Regions from separate parts of the Mus musculus genome. Here region 2 is linked to region 1. The links are chromatin contacts, called in public Hi-C maps. All regions are on one chromosome and are shown on one strand. The core of a region is the stretch at or near the end of the contact, and the rest is flanking DNA. Distances in the headings are between cores, read along the strand shown. Region 1 overlaps Mrps27 (mitochondrial ribosomal protein S27). Region 2 has its middle 90 kb from the start of Gm24471.

The links. Hi-C and Micro-C count contacts between places; a contact is called where the count stands out from the background.
Region 2: a Hi-C map of myocytes shows a contact between it and region 1, with 1.9 times the contacts expected there. The contact joins two enhancer-like sites. A contact is called at or near these places in 3 of 484 Hi-C or Micro-C datasets (the N1E-115 cell line, embryonic stem cells and myocytes), 1 of 115 datasets of contacts at active chromatin or transcription factors (large pre-B cells) and 1 of 9 other capture datasets (embryonic stem cells).

Annotation. Positions count from the first base shown.
Region 1 is chr13:99,363,340-99,370,317 of GRCm38.p6, forward strand. It overlaps Mrps27 (mitochondrial ribosomal protein S27), which reads left to right. Exons shown (of 11, transcript NM_173757.3): 4 at 1,886-1,944. Among named protein-coding and RNA genes, the nearest start is that of Mrps27, 22 kb to the left of the region's middle. Within about 2 kb of position 3,607, at least 36 of the 459 cell types and tissues checked have an H3K27ac peak or open chromatin away from gene starts, as enhancers often do. A contact at or near this core is called in myocytes, where this site is marked.
Region 2 is chr13:99,778,789-99,785,479 of GRCm38.p6, forward strand. No RefSeq gene overlaps it. Among named protein-coding and RNA genes, the nearest start is that of Gm24471, 90 kb to the left of the region's middle. Within about 2 kb of position 4,018, at least 32 of the 459 cell types and tissues checked have an H3K27ac peak or open chromatin away from gene starts, as enhancers often do. A contact at or near this core is called in myocytes, where this site is marked.

The DNA.
Region 1 (6,978 bases), core at 2,357-4,856:
ACTGGATACTAGCGGTGAACTTGACTGCCGCTGGGTAATGGCTAGGAGAACTGTGAGGCCAGCAACTGGGAGTAGTGATTGTAGGAACCACCACAGGGCACCTCCATAGCAGCCATTCTTGTAGTTTCTCGCCATGCATCCATCATGTGTGTTCATTTCCACAGCAGCCATGAGAGAGATGTGTGTGGTATTTGTAAGGCACAAACGATGAGGTAACTTTGCAGATGCACACAGCATGTAGGCAGAAAGGCTGGAACATCAAAGTCCACCTGAAATCACCATCAAGACAAGAGCAGGTTCCCATACTGGGCAGCAGTGTTCTCCGGTTTCCCCATCCCCAACTTGAGAGTGGTTGTATCTTCCTCAGAGGTGATGAGATCTTGGAAACACCTTTTGTAGAAGTGAGCAGGGTCCTTCAGTCAAGAGCTACTAAATCTAGATGAGGGGAAGGGAAGAGTCTTTCCCTCCATCCCTGATCCCTTCTCTGTGCCCTGTGTCCTCTTAGAGAAACTGTTCAGTTGTCACTCCTTAGACTTGGGGACTAAGATCCCCCACAGTGGAGAAGATTGAGAGGCCATTGTTTTCAGGGTGATTCCCCCTCTGGGGGCTGAAATACCCGATTTTCATTTAAACAACACTTGGAACTTTAAAGAGCTTTTGTGTGCATGTTCCAACCTGAACCTCGTCAGGACGGAAGCCTGTAGCTGTTGATCCAGATGGAGCAGCTGAGTCCCAGAGGGCCCGTGCCATCTGTTTGTGCCAGAGCATGCTATCAGGAGAGCTGCTTTTCAGGCTCAGGGCTGGTGTTTGCACCTCATGTTATCTGCCCTTTAATGGATTTCTAAATCAAACCCAGGGGGCCTGCTTATTTTTAGAAAGTCTCCCTTTTCTTTCCCTTCTCTCTCTGTTCATGAGGCTTTAGTTACACTCACAGCACACCTAGTCTCCTATTCTGTCTTCCGACTTGAGATCTCCCACCTCTGAGCAGAATCCACCCTGGGGAGTATTTCCTGCTCATTTAGATCGTAGGTAAAGAACAGACTCTTAGAGTTTCCACAGGTTGTTTTTCAAGTGCTGGTGATTGAATCTGGAGCCTCCCGAGTGCTGGTCAAGTACTCTCTACCAATGAGCTGCGTCCACAGCACCAATCAATGCTCAGTAGATTTTATAGCTTGAAGAAGCCTCAGTCCTAAAACGGTTGCTTCATATCAACACTAAAATCAGAGTCAAAACAGCTAAAACGGAATCCCTCCACTTAGATTTTAGTGTTCTGAACACTGTTGTTGCAGAGTTAAGAATCTCCACCATTTCGGAGCTGGAGAAGTGGCTTGATGGAAAAGAGCCCTGGCTGCTCTTGCTGGGGGCCTGGGTTCAATTCCCAGCATCCACATGGTGGCTCACGCCTGCCCATGACTCCAGTTCCAGGGCTTCTGACACCCTCACACATGCAGGAACAGAAAACACTAATGAACAGAAGATAAAAATGAGTTCTATTTATTTTAAAAATGAATCTCCGCCATTTCTACTTTGTGTTCCATGTGTTTGGAGTATAGGGTGGAGAGGAAAGACAATAAAGGCGACAGTGTCTGTAAACAGTTCCATGAGACACTCTTGTCTGTATGAGCAAGGTTTGGGTTTGGCTTTTAATGGTGCTTTCTTGCTGCTTGTTTTGTTTTGGACCAAATATAGAAGTACAGAGAAGAGAAGCTACAGTGTGCCTTTTGTTTGTTTTTACCAATGTGAAGCGTTTTCAGAAAGGAGTACTACCACAGGAGCCTCGTTCCAATAAAAAGAGTGCGTGCATACCTTTTAAAGATAAGCACGTGATCTAGATCAAACATGTGGCGTAATTTGTATTCAACCAAGAATTGTTTTTCTCCTCTAGTTTGTGGACAACATTGCATCCCGAGAAGATCTAGATTCTGCAGAGTACTATCTTTACAAGTAAGCTTTTCCGTCACTCTGGCTTCACACTCACTTTCAGCACCCGGGGTTTGGTTTTTTCTTCTTCTTTTGTGGTACTGAGAAGTTTGTGTATATGCACACATACAAATGCGTGTGTGTGTGTGTTTGTGTGTGTTTGTGTGTGTGTGTGTGAGATGAACTCAGTTGCATGCAGTCCAGAACAGAAACAAAGATTCATGTCTTTGCTGTCGTCTTTTTCCATGTAGACCATGCCTGAGACTCTTAACTCCAAGCAGCTCTGATTCCTCTTTTTCATTATAAGAGTTAGCTTTTTTGAAACATTTTTGTGACTTTGTAGATACTTCTGTGTGTTAAGAGTCTAGGTAAGCCATGCAAGGATAGTGATAATGATATACTTATTGTCTAAATGACCCTGCTTCCCAGCCTAAGAGGAATATACAAAACATGTTAAGGCCTCAGGAAAGGCTTATAAGAATGAAGAGTTAGAGCGTTACTCTTTTTTTTTTTCTTTTGGTTTTTCGAGACAGGGTTTCTCTGTATAGCCCTGGCTGTCCTGGAACTCACTCTGTAGACCAGGCTGGCCTCAAACTCTGAAATCTGCCTGACCCTGCCTCCCGAGTGCTGAGATTAGAGGCGTGCACCTTGGAGTTTCTCTGGAGTATCTGAAGTCGGGGGTTAAGCTGGGCCATCAGAGACCTGGTCTTTGAGAAACTTCCACTAGTTAGGCCTTCTGTTGTTATTGTGGCTCACATCCTTACAGAGTGACTTTTGACCTCAGAGTGACCTTAAAAACACAGGCCTACCATTAAGGAATATCAAGCAACGTCTTCATCATAGAGAGCCTTCAACTCCTGGCTGTCCTGCCTGCAGCATTTCTTACTCCCTGAGCAATTCCACCTCTAGCCTTTTGGGGATCAAATGACCCTTTCACGGGGGCCACCTAAGACCATTTTTAAACACAGATATTTACATTACGATTCATAACAGCAGAATTGCAGTTATGAAGTAGCAGTGAAAATAATTCTATAGTTGGAGGTCACCACAGCATGAGGAACGGTATTAGGAAGGTGACCACTGACTCAGAGTAATTCTGATTGCTACCATGGCATAGGCTTCCCTCCTTCCCTGTCACAGCCTGTAGCCACCACCGTAGTTTAACTGTCCAGGAGAAGGCTGATGGACTTGGTGCTGTGGGTCTGGGCATGGGTAGCTCTCAAGCTCCTGCAGTTCCTAGGACTTGTGGCACATAGCACCTTCTCATCTCTTCCCAGGAGTACACATGAAGTCTCTAGACATCACAGACAGGAAAGTGTGGGCATGCAGTATCTCAGGGTGCCAGGGATCTCTATAGGAAGGCTGCTTTGGAGACAGCTGAAGGGACATATGTGTGGGGGCTATGCACTACTCTCTGGGAGCCGCCCACACTGGGATCCACTCTTTGTGATACAAAATGAAACATGAAGGAAAAGAATGATCTAGTTACCACAGTAAACTGCGGGTGTTTAAGGCAGTCAGTCCGTTGACAAAAATCTGGAAACTGTGATTCTCTACATCTGAAGGGAGAATTCAAAAAGTAAGGATAAAGGTGACTCAGTCAGAGGGAAGGTTAAAACTGAGCCCAGGAGTCCGTCAGCAAGCACTTGGAAAGCCGGCTGACTCAGAGCACCAGCTGTGGGGTTGTAACTGAAGCTTCAGCTGAAGTAAGGCATTCAAAAGAGAAACTGACCCAGGAAGAGGGACCTGAGACAGACCTGATGCATGGGTGTGGTTTGGCTTGCTCTTCAAGGGTGTAATATGTTCTCTCTGGGAGTGGTCTGCAGCCCCTCTGAGAAGCCTGGGGCCTGACTGGAGGAAGATGAGGACCAGAGAGAGGGAGAGGTCCAACTGGGCTTCCACAGGCCCTTTGCCTCTGCCAGAGAGCTCATGCCTCCATCTGCTTTTTATGTTGGAGTCTGCAAAGAATATTTATAGAGATCTGCAAGTTGGGAAAGCATAAAAAATGACATTTTAGCATCTCAGTAATGCCTAGCATTTTCTTCTGTTGTGAGTATAAATGACAGATGCCTGTACTATTTGCATCATTTGTCGTTCACACCAATTAAAATCCTTGATTCTTTTCATTTGTAGCAGCTCCCTTACAACTGCGTTCACAGCGGCCAGTAGTTAGACTGCTTCTGCTCTGGGTCTGCTGCACTGAGGACGCAGCGCGGACTGCCTTATCCGGAACTTCTTAGTATCTTGATACTTGTCTTTCGGTGTAATTGGTTTCACTTGGGAAAAACCAGTCTGGAGAGGGGATCCACAGGCCCCCTCCAGGAGCTCAGGATGACAAAAGCTCCAGGGCCCCTATGAGGCAGGCCTGTGAGCAGTAGGCTCTTTTGCCTGGTCTTCCTGCTTCCTTCCCAGCCCCCCTGAAGCAGTCTGTCTCTGAGTTCCGTAATGCAAACGCGCTCTTTCCTTATGCCAGCTTGCCCTGGGAAGGAGGCCAAGTGTGTGGCCGATAGGTACTCTGTCCTCCAAATGAGAGGTTAGGTACTGGGAGTCCCCTGGAGCTGAGGTGTAAGAAGATTCTTCAGGCCCCACGCCACTCTCTGGAGAATAGGGCGGGGGCGGGGTGGGGTGGGTGGGGACATTTCTGCTTTATTTTGGCACCATCAGTGCCCAGTGTGTGGTGAGGTGAGGCAGCAGCTGCAGCCGCATCAGCAGGTGAAGATACAGGGATAGTCAGCCAACAGCAGCTGACACAAAGGCGGTCAGCGGTCAGTATAGAGGGAGGACATTTATTGTTCTGTCTTAAGAACTTTCGTACCTTCTGCTCATTTTCAAAATAACTAAAAGCTACAAACCTTTTCTTTTTCTTCTGGGCAGAGGATTTGTGTTGCCGACTTACTGTTTTGCTGCCTTTTGAGAGGGAAAAGGCTTCCCGCTTTTACTGTCTGTCACCTACAGGGTTCGTAAGCGTGAGCTTTGTGGCTCTGTTTGACTGACAGTCTAAGACTGAGATTGCCTAAGCGGTGAGCAAGGTGTGAGAGGGCAAGGTGCTGCCTGTCCTGAGCAGGTCTCCCAGAGCAAGCCTATCGTGAAGGACCAGGCTGGGGTATAACTGCTCTTAAGGGAACTGTGGGAGAAGGATTCAAGAGTGTGATACAGAGTGCAGAGTGATGGGGAAGTTAGGATTACAGATAAAAGGAAGTGCCTGGAGCGTTGGGAGTCTGTGGACTACTCCACTGTTTATTCTGAGAACTGTAGTGTTCTTTATCTCCTTTGGAACACTGATGAGCGCCCATAAAGTTTCATACAGTGAACATGCCTTTTCCATTTTGGAGACCACCTTTCCTGGGCCTGCTAATCGGGTTCTGAGCTGGACACATACCCCCTCCATGCTTACCGTCCACACTTAGAGAAGTGAACATGGAGGCCGAATGTGTCTCCATTTTTAGGAGACAAAACTACAGATGTACATGCCATAGGAAAAAACACGCCATCGACAAAAGCCACTATCTGTATTGTGACAGTGAGCTTTTGATGTTCCCATGTTAGCATTTGATGGCTACGCTAACAGCATGCAGCTCTAGCCGTGACACTTCTGCCCTCCTTTTTGGTGACCTCTTTAGTGAGGATATTTGCAAAAGCTCACTTAGGCTTCTGCATCGTTTGGGGGACTGTGGTGGTGAAATGAAACTTGTTCCCGTTACTTAGAAGCATCAGTGATCATAAGTGGTTATTTAATCTGCAGCATTAACAGTCATTCCTGAAGGGTGACAGGAATCTCCAATTATACAACAGATTCTCTACTGAGAGCTTACAGTTCTAAAGTGGCCTGTGGTTTCTGGAGAGCAGCATGGAGAATGTTGAATCTGCTGTCACTATAGAAAAGGCTGCAGAGCTCCAGGAGAGGATCCTTGTCTCAGAATTGGACCTCTGTGTGGTCACGGAGAGCAACGTGCCACCCAGTAATGAGAGGGAGGCTGCTGTATCGCGGCCTCAGGCGTCCTTCATCGTTGCTTAGATAACAGGAGTCCCTGGGTGGAGACGGATGACAGGTCGGGAGCAGCTGGGAAGGGACAGATGGCAGCCTGTGTGTCTCCAGGTCCTAGCTTGGCAGCCCACCGAAGGACCAAAATCGCTTCATTTTTCAGTGTTCATAAATACTGTGGCGGATCCTTGGAAGGTGGAGTTGTACAGATGTTTGTGCCAGCGGGGAGAGGGAAAGTCAGGGCTCCTTAGGAGTGAGCTGCATGCAGGCTTGCACAGGAATAGCTTTTTGAGGTCTTAGAGATTTTGTTCAACAACTATCTTAAATTTTTCTGTTAACATATTGCTTGGAGCCGGGTAGTTCGAGGCTAGCCTGGTCTACAGAGTGAGTTCCAGGACAGCCAGGGCTATACAGACAAACCCTGTCACCCTGTCTCAAAACAAAAAACAAACAAAAAAACCCAAACCAACCCATATTGTTTGGTCTCTATGAAACTCCAACTTTTTTTTTTTTTTTTTATGTCTAAAGGTCAAAGGGCAGCAAACAGTTCCTAGAGTGTTTTCAGGAACAGTTCCCTTAACTACTTTCAGGGACAGCGCTCTAACCCGGCTGCTGCTGTGGCTGTCTTTATTTACCCATCCTCACCGAAAGCCTGGGAAGACTCTTAACTATAGTCAGCGCTCTGTACTAGACAAGAGCAAATGGGCCAACTTGGTTCATGCCTCACCAGATGCTCATGAGGGCTTGGTGAGAAGAGCGAGAGCATTGGCCTCTACTACTCCTGAGTCTACTCTTCTCCCCCCTGATCTTTTAGCCTGGAGCTGTAACAGGAATACAGCTCATATACTCGCCTAGCTGTGGCTTACCATTCCCGGAGTGGTCTGCGTGATTGCCACCATCTCTATTACAATGGGGAGATGACTTGGCACCCATGAGGGCTCTGCTCTAGCAGCCATAGCAGTCCAGCTACTAAGAACACCTGTGTGTCCATCTTTGTATAGTGTCCTTTCTTTCTCTGGGGTAAATTTGTAGTAGAGTTGCTGGAACATATAGAAGATACATGTTTAAGATTTTTA
Region 2 (6,691 bases), core at 2,768-5,267, 420 kb after region 1:
AGGTGTGGGACCTGGTGAAACTGCCCCAACCACATTGGCATGTCAATTGGTGCTGTTGATGTGCAGGTATTGTTCAGGCAGCCATACTGTTGAGCTTTCATGTGTGCAACTCCCAGCAGACATCCTGGTTCTCTATCTCTTATCTCCCCACCCGGCCTTCAACTCTGTTCCCTGAGCCCTGGGCTCAGGATTGTGCTGTAAACAGTGAGATCACAGACTCAGAAGAAAAATCTACTATTTTCACTTTCCTACACCAATGTAATTCCCCACTGCATCCTAAATTCTTGTTTTTTTTAAACATTATTTTCAAAATCATCAACTCCCGGGAATTCCTTTTCCTCTTAACCAAGATTTAGAGTAGAAATTTTTCAAGAAAATTACTAAAGTAATACAATACATTGTCTTGATCAATTGTGAATTAAGAGGCAAATAATTTCAAACAAATAACTCCTAAGGTTCTGGCATGTTTTCTTGAACAACATGTTGACAAAGAAACCCATAGACCTGTCCTTGGGATTCACAGGTTCTGTGTCCAAGTGTTGAGTAGAAACACCCCTTTGAAAAAGTGTATCTGTGCTGAACACAACACAGGGTTTCTCTTGCACTGTTCACTAAACAACGTGGATCTGTAACTAGTTAGCTTGTTCACACTGGAATATAGAGTGCTCTTCTGCTCTATGAGCAGTAATCTAGCAAAGATTTCAAAGGTCCAGGAAGATGTGTGTAGGCTATATGTAAATGCTGTTCCAGGTTAGACACAGGAGTGTGGGGATTTGGGTATCTATGGGGTGTAGGTTCTGAATATGAAGAGCGTACACAGTCCAGTAGCTGGTTCCTCGCTCCTGGTCCTAGTCACACAGGAAAAGGCATTGTTTGACCTCCCTGAAATCATGGGTCCTAAGATGGAGTCTGCCCAATGAAAGACGAACTGTAGAAGCCAGTGCTCAGTCTGTCTGAAGGAAATGAAGACAGACTCTCCACTCTCCTCTCTCTCAGCAGCCAAGGAGTGCGCAGGTCCCACAGTGTGGCTGCAAGACAGATTCTCTGTTACTGACCCCATCCCTGTTGCAATCAGACTCAGCACTAGCTAAGTGTGCACTTAAAACCATCCACAATGATTAACTTTGTGTTATGTGCTATTTATCACAATTACAAATTCAAGCATTATTTTAAAATAGTTAAGTGGCTGGCATAAGTCTGTTGTTACTCACTAGAAAGTATGACATTGAAAGACTAATTCTGACAGTGTTCTAGATGCACTCAGACCAGATATGAATAGCATGTGATTCCTATAAGCTAGTTGCTTAGCATCTCCACAACCCGCCCAGTCCCACAGACATTTTTTCTCCACTCTGATCCCCAGAGCTTCTGTGAACTGGGAGTCCCTAACTGACCCTTTGAAACCACCCTAACTGTGAAATTCTTGAATGCTCTGTGATGACATAGTTCAGAGAGATGACTAGTTTGCTTAAATAAAGCTAAAAGAGAACTACCTAACTTGAAGCCCACGGTTCACAGCCTGGAACTACATACAATATAGAAAATGCTGGATTGGTATTACTGAGGAAGGCAGAGGAAGATGTGGGAAAGAAGTCATGAGAAAAAAACATAAAGACACAGATAAAACCTTACAACACTGTAATATGAATGTTACAAAGGCCAGGATGTTATAAAAGGTAGGTGAGTGCCCTCTGTCCTCCCACACCCATAATGCCCATCAACAATCTATCCTGACAAATTCCTAGTATTTACTTAAATCACTGCCTTCCCCGGGAGTATGCTCCTTTATTTTAAATAAAAGGCACACAATTTCAGGTACCGAGTCAATTGGAAGACTGTTTGAGGCTCGGGGCTTTGTGTAGACGCTCAAATATACACACCCAAAATTCAGCCAAGCTCAGCACTAGTTTCCTTGGCTTTTGCCTGGGGTAAGAATTCACAGGAACAATTGCAGAAGGTCTCAGGCTCCAGGGCTCACTAATGGCTTCCCTAGCACTAATCCTCCCTGGAGTGAGGTCTGGGTCCACATCTGCTCTGAGGTCCACTCTGCCCGGCCCGCTTGGGGAGTGCCATTTAAAACCTGTCCATCTCTGAAGACAGCATCTCCTCGCTGGACAGCTGAGCCTGGGGAAGCAGGATGTTAAAGACAGAAGTGTCCTTTCTCATGACACATGCGAGCAGCGGGGAAGGCTTGCCTTTGGGGAAGAGGCCACGGAAGAGAGCAGTGAATAAAGCTGCGGTGGCCTGGAGAGCACCAGCTCAGCGACTCTAAGGTGTCTAAGAACACCCTGTGTGGGCGTTGCCGCGCGATGCAGCTAACATCGACTCCAACCTCATTTCCCTAGTGCTTTATTCTATAATTTGTTCAAACTTTTTTTTTTTTTTTAACAAAAGGAAAGTAATTCCGCATTCAGGAAGCACTATCGATCCAGGCTAATTTGGTCCATAAGGGGCAATTTCAACAGACTGTCAGGTTGCCATGGTAACATCCTGTTTTATTTATAGTAACAAGTTCAAGGTGTGGCTAGGAGATGTAACACATCCCTGTGCTGTGGTTTATGAGTTGCTTCCTGAGATGTGTTTGAGGGAAATTTTGAAAGGTGGGAGGTGGGCGGGGGAGGGGAGTGGGTGGAGGTGGGGTCACTCTGGTTTTCATTTCCATTACAATGGGAGCAGCCTTGCTTTGATTTCTTTTACATTTCAGGATTCTGCTGCGTTAAGCACAAAAAATAAATAAAGCTAGAGAATTGTCTGTAAAAGCAAGTGTCAGGAATGAGAAAACTGAGTCCTAGTACCCCCTCCTATCTCAAACAGGAAGATGATAATGTCCACAGAGGTTCCTGGGACTAGCAGGATCCTAGTTTCTTCGCCTGCAGGCTAGGGAAGGCCTCTGCAACATTTTTAACTCCACTTTTGGCTTGTCTTGGCCATATGCTTGATCTCCACTTGTGTCTGGTTTCTACCCTAACCTGATCCCTAGCCTTCTCCCAGTAGAATACATGATGAGTTCCAAGACCTCTCATGGCCAGTGCCTTTTGCAAGAGCCTGGGAAACTTTTTCCTGCTGTCTGTGTCTATTGTGGAGCCTCTTGAGACTATAGGACGAACTGATACAAAATTTGGCTTGAGTCGTGTGTGTTAGAGATAGCGCATGCCTAGGGTCTCTTGTTTCCTGGGAAGATGCAGCAAGGAGAACTGCATGTAGGAGTGGAACTTCTGCTTGGGAGATGGAGCAAGATTTTGTCTCTTAAAAATAGCAAAAGTTGGGGTCTGGAGAGATGGCTCAGTGGTTAAGTGCATTGATTGCTCTTCCAGAGGACCTGGGTTCAATTCCCAGCACCCACACAGCACCTACATGGTACACACGTGGCAGCTCACAATTATCTGTAATTCCAAGATCTGACACCCTCACACAGACATGCATGCAGCAAAACACCAATGTGCATAAAATAAAAGTAAAAAAAAAAAAATGGGCTGGACAGCTGACTCAGTGGTTAAGAGCACAGATGTCCCCACACCACATAGTAGCTCACAGCCTGTAACGAGATCTGATGCTCTCTTCTGTCATGCAAGTATACATGCACTCATATTTATAAAAAGCTATTTAAGGCAATGACAACAACAAATGAGCAGTTCTTCATATGCCCTTGATGCCAAAAGAGGAGAGGAGAACAGGAAGGCCATGTGATGTGAAGGGAAGAGGAGAGATGTCAGGAAGAGAGAATACAGGGACTCTCTCAGGCTGGCCACTCCATTTCACTGTTAACCTAAAACTGGTCCCCTAAAATAAGGTTATCAACTTTTCTTCAAGCATACCTAAGAACCCAACCAGGCCACCCATGGAGAACGAAAGCCAAAAGCCAGAAAATGATTCACAGAGAGAAGGGTTTACAAAATCAGCCTTAAAAGATAGGATTTGTCACGAGAAAGAGGTGAGAGAGGAAAGCGGTTCAAAGAGAGGCAGTACAGACAAATGGGTAGCGAAAGCCAGGGAAAGGTAGCTGGAACAGACAAGCAGCTAGCTTCACAGCAGTGTAGACACAGACACTCACACACTTGCTAAGAAGTATTAAAACTTGCCAGAGGTACAGCAGCAAAGATGGAGCGATGAAAGCCTTGTCAGCACGAGCCTCTTATTCTAGTGCATCTACCACACGCATCCTGAGTACCAGGGTTGGTGCTTAATTCATCAGGCAACGGGGAGCCAGAGAAGGTTTTGAACCAAAGAACTGACACATATGCTTGCCTTTGCAGTTTCCATGGCAACCGAAGAGCACCATCATTTGCTTTTTCCACTGTAACCTAGCCTCGTGTGTACTGACCCCTGATGATTGTAAACTTTTCCAGAGAAACCTCATTCCGACTCTTTGGTTGGGCGGATTATGACAGCCGCGAGTCACTCTGCAGGCTCACCGGTCACTGAGGGGTAAGACATTTCCCAACTGCCCAGTAGTCTGAGAGGGCTCTCAGGCAGGTTGGAATTTAAACTGTGGAAGTTCTCAGATATCACTTCAAGAAGATACCGCAATACCTACTCAGAAAAGCAGGCACCACTCGAGGGGTTTCAGAGGAAGGAGGAAGCTGTTAAAACTGTTAGGAGGACCGAGGAGGCAAAGGCCACAGAGAGAAACCAAATGCTTCCAAGAAGTCTGGGATTGCACAGTGACCAGCAATGATCTCAGCTTTCTTCAACAACAAGAGAGGCAACTTGAGGAGGGCACATGGAAGTTATTGCAGTAATCCCACATCTGCCATTGATCAACCATGTTTGCTTGGTGATGCTCCCTCAGGAGCAAGAACTTCTATTCTCTTCTTCCTTCATTGCATGACTTTCTGTCATTGGGAGACTATAAAACAGAGCTCTGATGCTGAGGGATTCTGGGGAACATAATTCCAAGGTTTCCAGTCTCTATAGTGCGGGAGGAAGCCATATGGACCTTGGGGTGAAATGACTGCCAAAACAATAATTCCTATTTCCAGTTGAATTATGTCCTCCCAGAGGACATGTTCAATATCCTAAGCACTGTGAATTCAATCTTATTTGGAAAGACGCATTTTGAAGATACAATCAAGTTTAAAAGAAGTTAGTGATTTGGGGTGGACTCTGAGCCAGTGATTGGTGCTGTTATATGAAAAAAAAAAAAAGTCCAAGCATAGACCCAGAAGAAAATGTTAAGTGTGGACACAGACAAGAGTTGGGTGATTCATCTCCAGGGCCCCAAATGCTAAAGATCAGAAACAAACACCAGAAACTGGCCAATCAAGAAAGGGTTCTCTTTTAGAGCCTTCGGAGTGAGCACGGCCCTATTGACATCTTGTTTTCAGGTGTGCAGCTTCCTGAACTTTGAAACAATAACTACCAGTTGTTTTAAGCCACCAGTATATGGCAGATTCTCATAACAGCCCTGAGAAACTGCTTTACTACCACCACATGCATGCACACCAGCACACACACACACACACACACACACACACACACACACACATCACACACACACTATCTTTTGTAGCCTAGTGCCCTGGTAAGATGCTGTTGCAAGTAAGAATGTGTTTCAGAAGAAAGAGTAGGAAAATGAAGAGATGAATAACTATGGGTTATGGGTTTCTTCCAAGTGTAGAAGAAAGGTGGTTTCATGTGAACAGGTCAGTCAGCACAGGTTGAAACTCTTCCAGCACAGCCGTTGCCCAACCCAGACACAACTACCTAAAAATAAACCAGGACTCTCCAGGTGTGGGTGGAAAGTGTGCAATCTTGCCAGCCTTGGTAATTGCTTGAGGAGCTGTGGTTCTCCAGCACAAATTGGCACATGGTATTTTTTTCATTGATTTGCTTGGTGAATAGCTATGCTGATTTTACATAGCAGCTACAAAACCCATTTCTAAAATAGCGAGGCTGCCTCCTAAAAGCATATCCTATTACCAAGTTCACAGTGTTCTTGGGTCATGGGTGGGGGAAAGAAGAGCCTGCATCTTCCGTCTCATCTTTTCTGCAACTTGTGGGTCTGTGAGCTATTTTGGTCCACTTAGCTCCTACCCAGAATATTTGGGCCTGGTTTTTGCTTCAAGGGTCATCCTTGTCTTACAATGGGTTCCTAACATCCAACAGAAAGGCTTAGGAGTGGGTAAGTAGGCAAAAAGAGATGGTGTTTTTCTGGGCATGTGGAAGGGTATATAAAGTAAAGCGATGGTTTCTACAAGTACTGTGAGCTTTACTGTATCTGAGAATTGAAGATATGGTCTGATGCTTGCACAGTAACTTCTAACACTGAGCTGTGTGTATGGCCCCAGCTAAAGTACTAGGGGTTTTAAAACCCTGGTGCTAAAGAAACCCAGGCTCCTGAGCTGGAACCAACAGTCTGTTTGTTCATTTCATCATTAGCAACATTTCTCCAAGAAAGTGAATTTTAGAATAGCAAAGCACAGTAAGCCATCAGAGCCTAAGCTAGAGCCATTTTGATTCGGACATCAGAGAGAATCGGTACTACAGCTGTCAGTTTGGCCTGGTCCAAAGGCCCACCCACTTAGTGTCCAAAGGCCCACCCACTTAGTGTCCAAAGGCCCACCCACTTAGTGTCCAAAGGCAAACCCACTTAGTGTCCAAAGGCAAACCCACTTAGTGTCCAAAGGCAAACCCACTTAGTGGTAGGGCAATCGAACTTCTAACCCATGGCTCCTTCCATGGTAACTAGGAC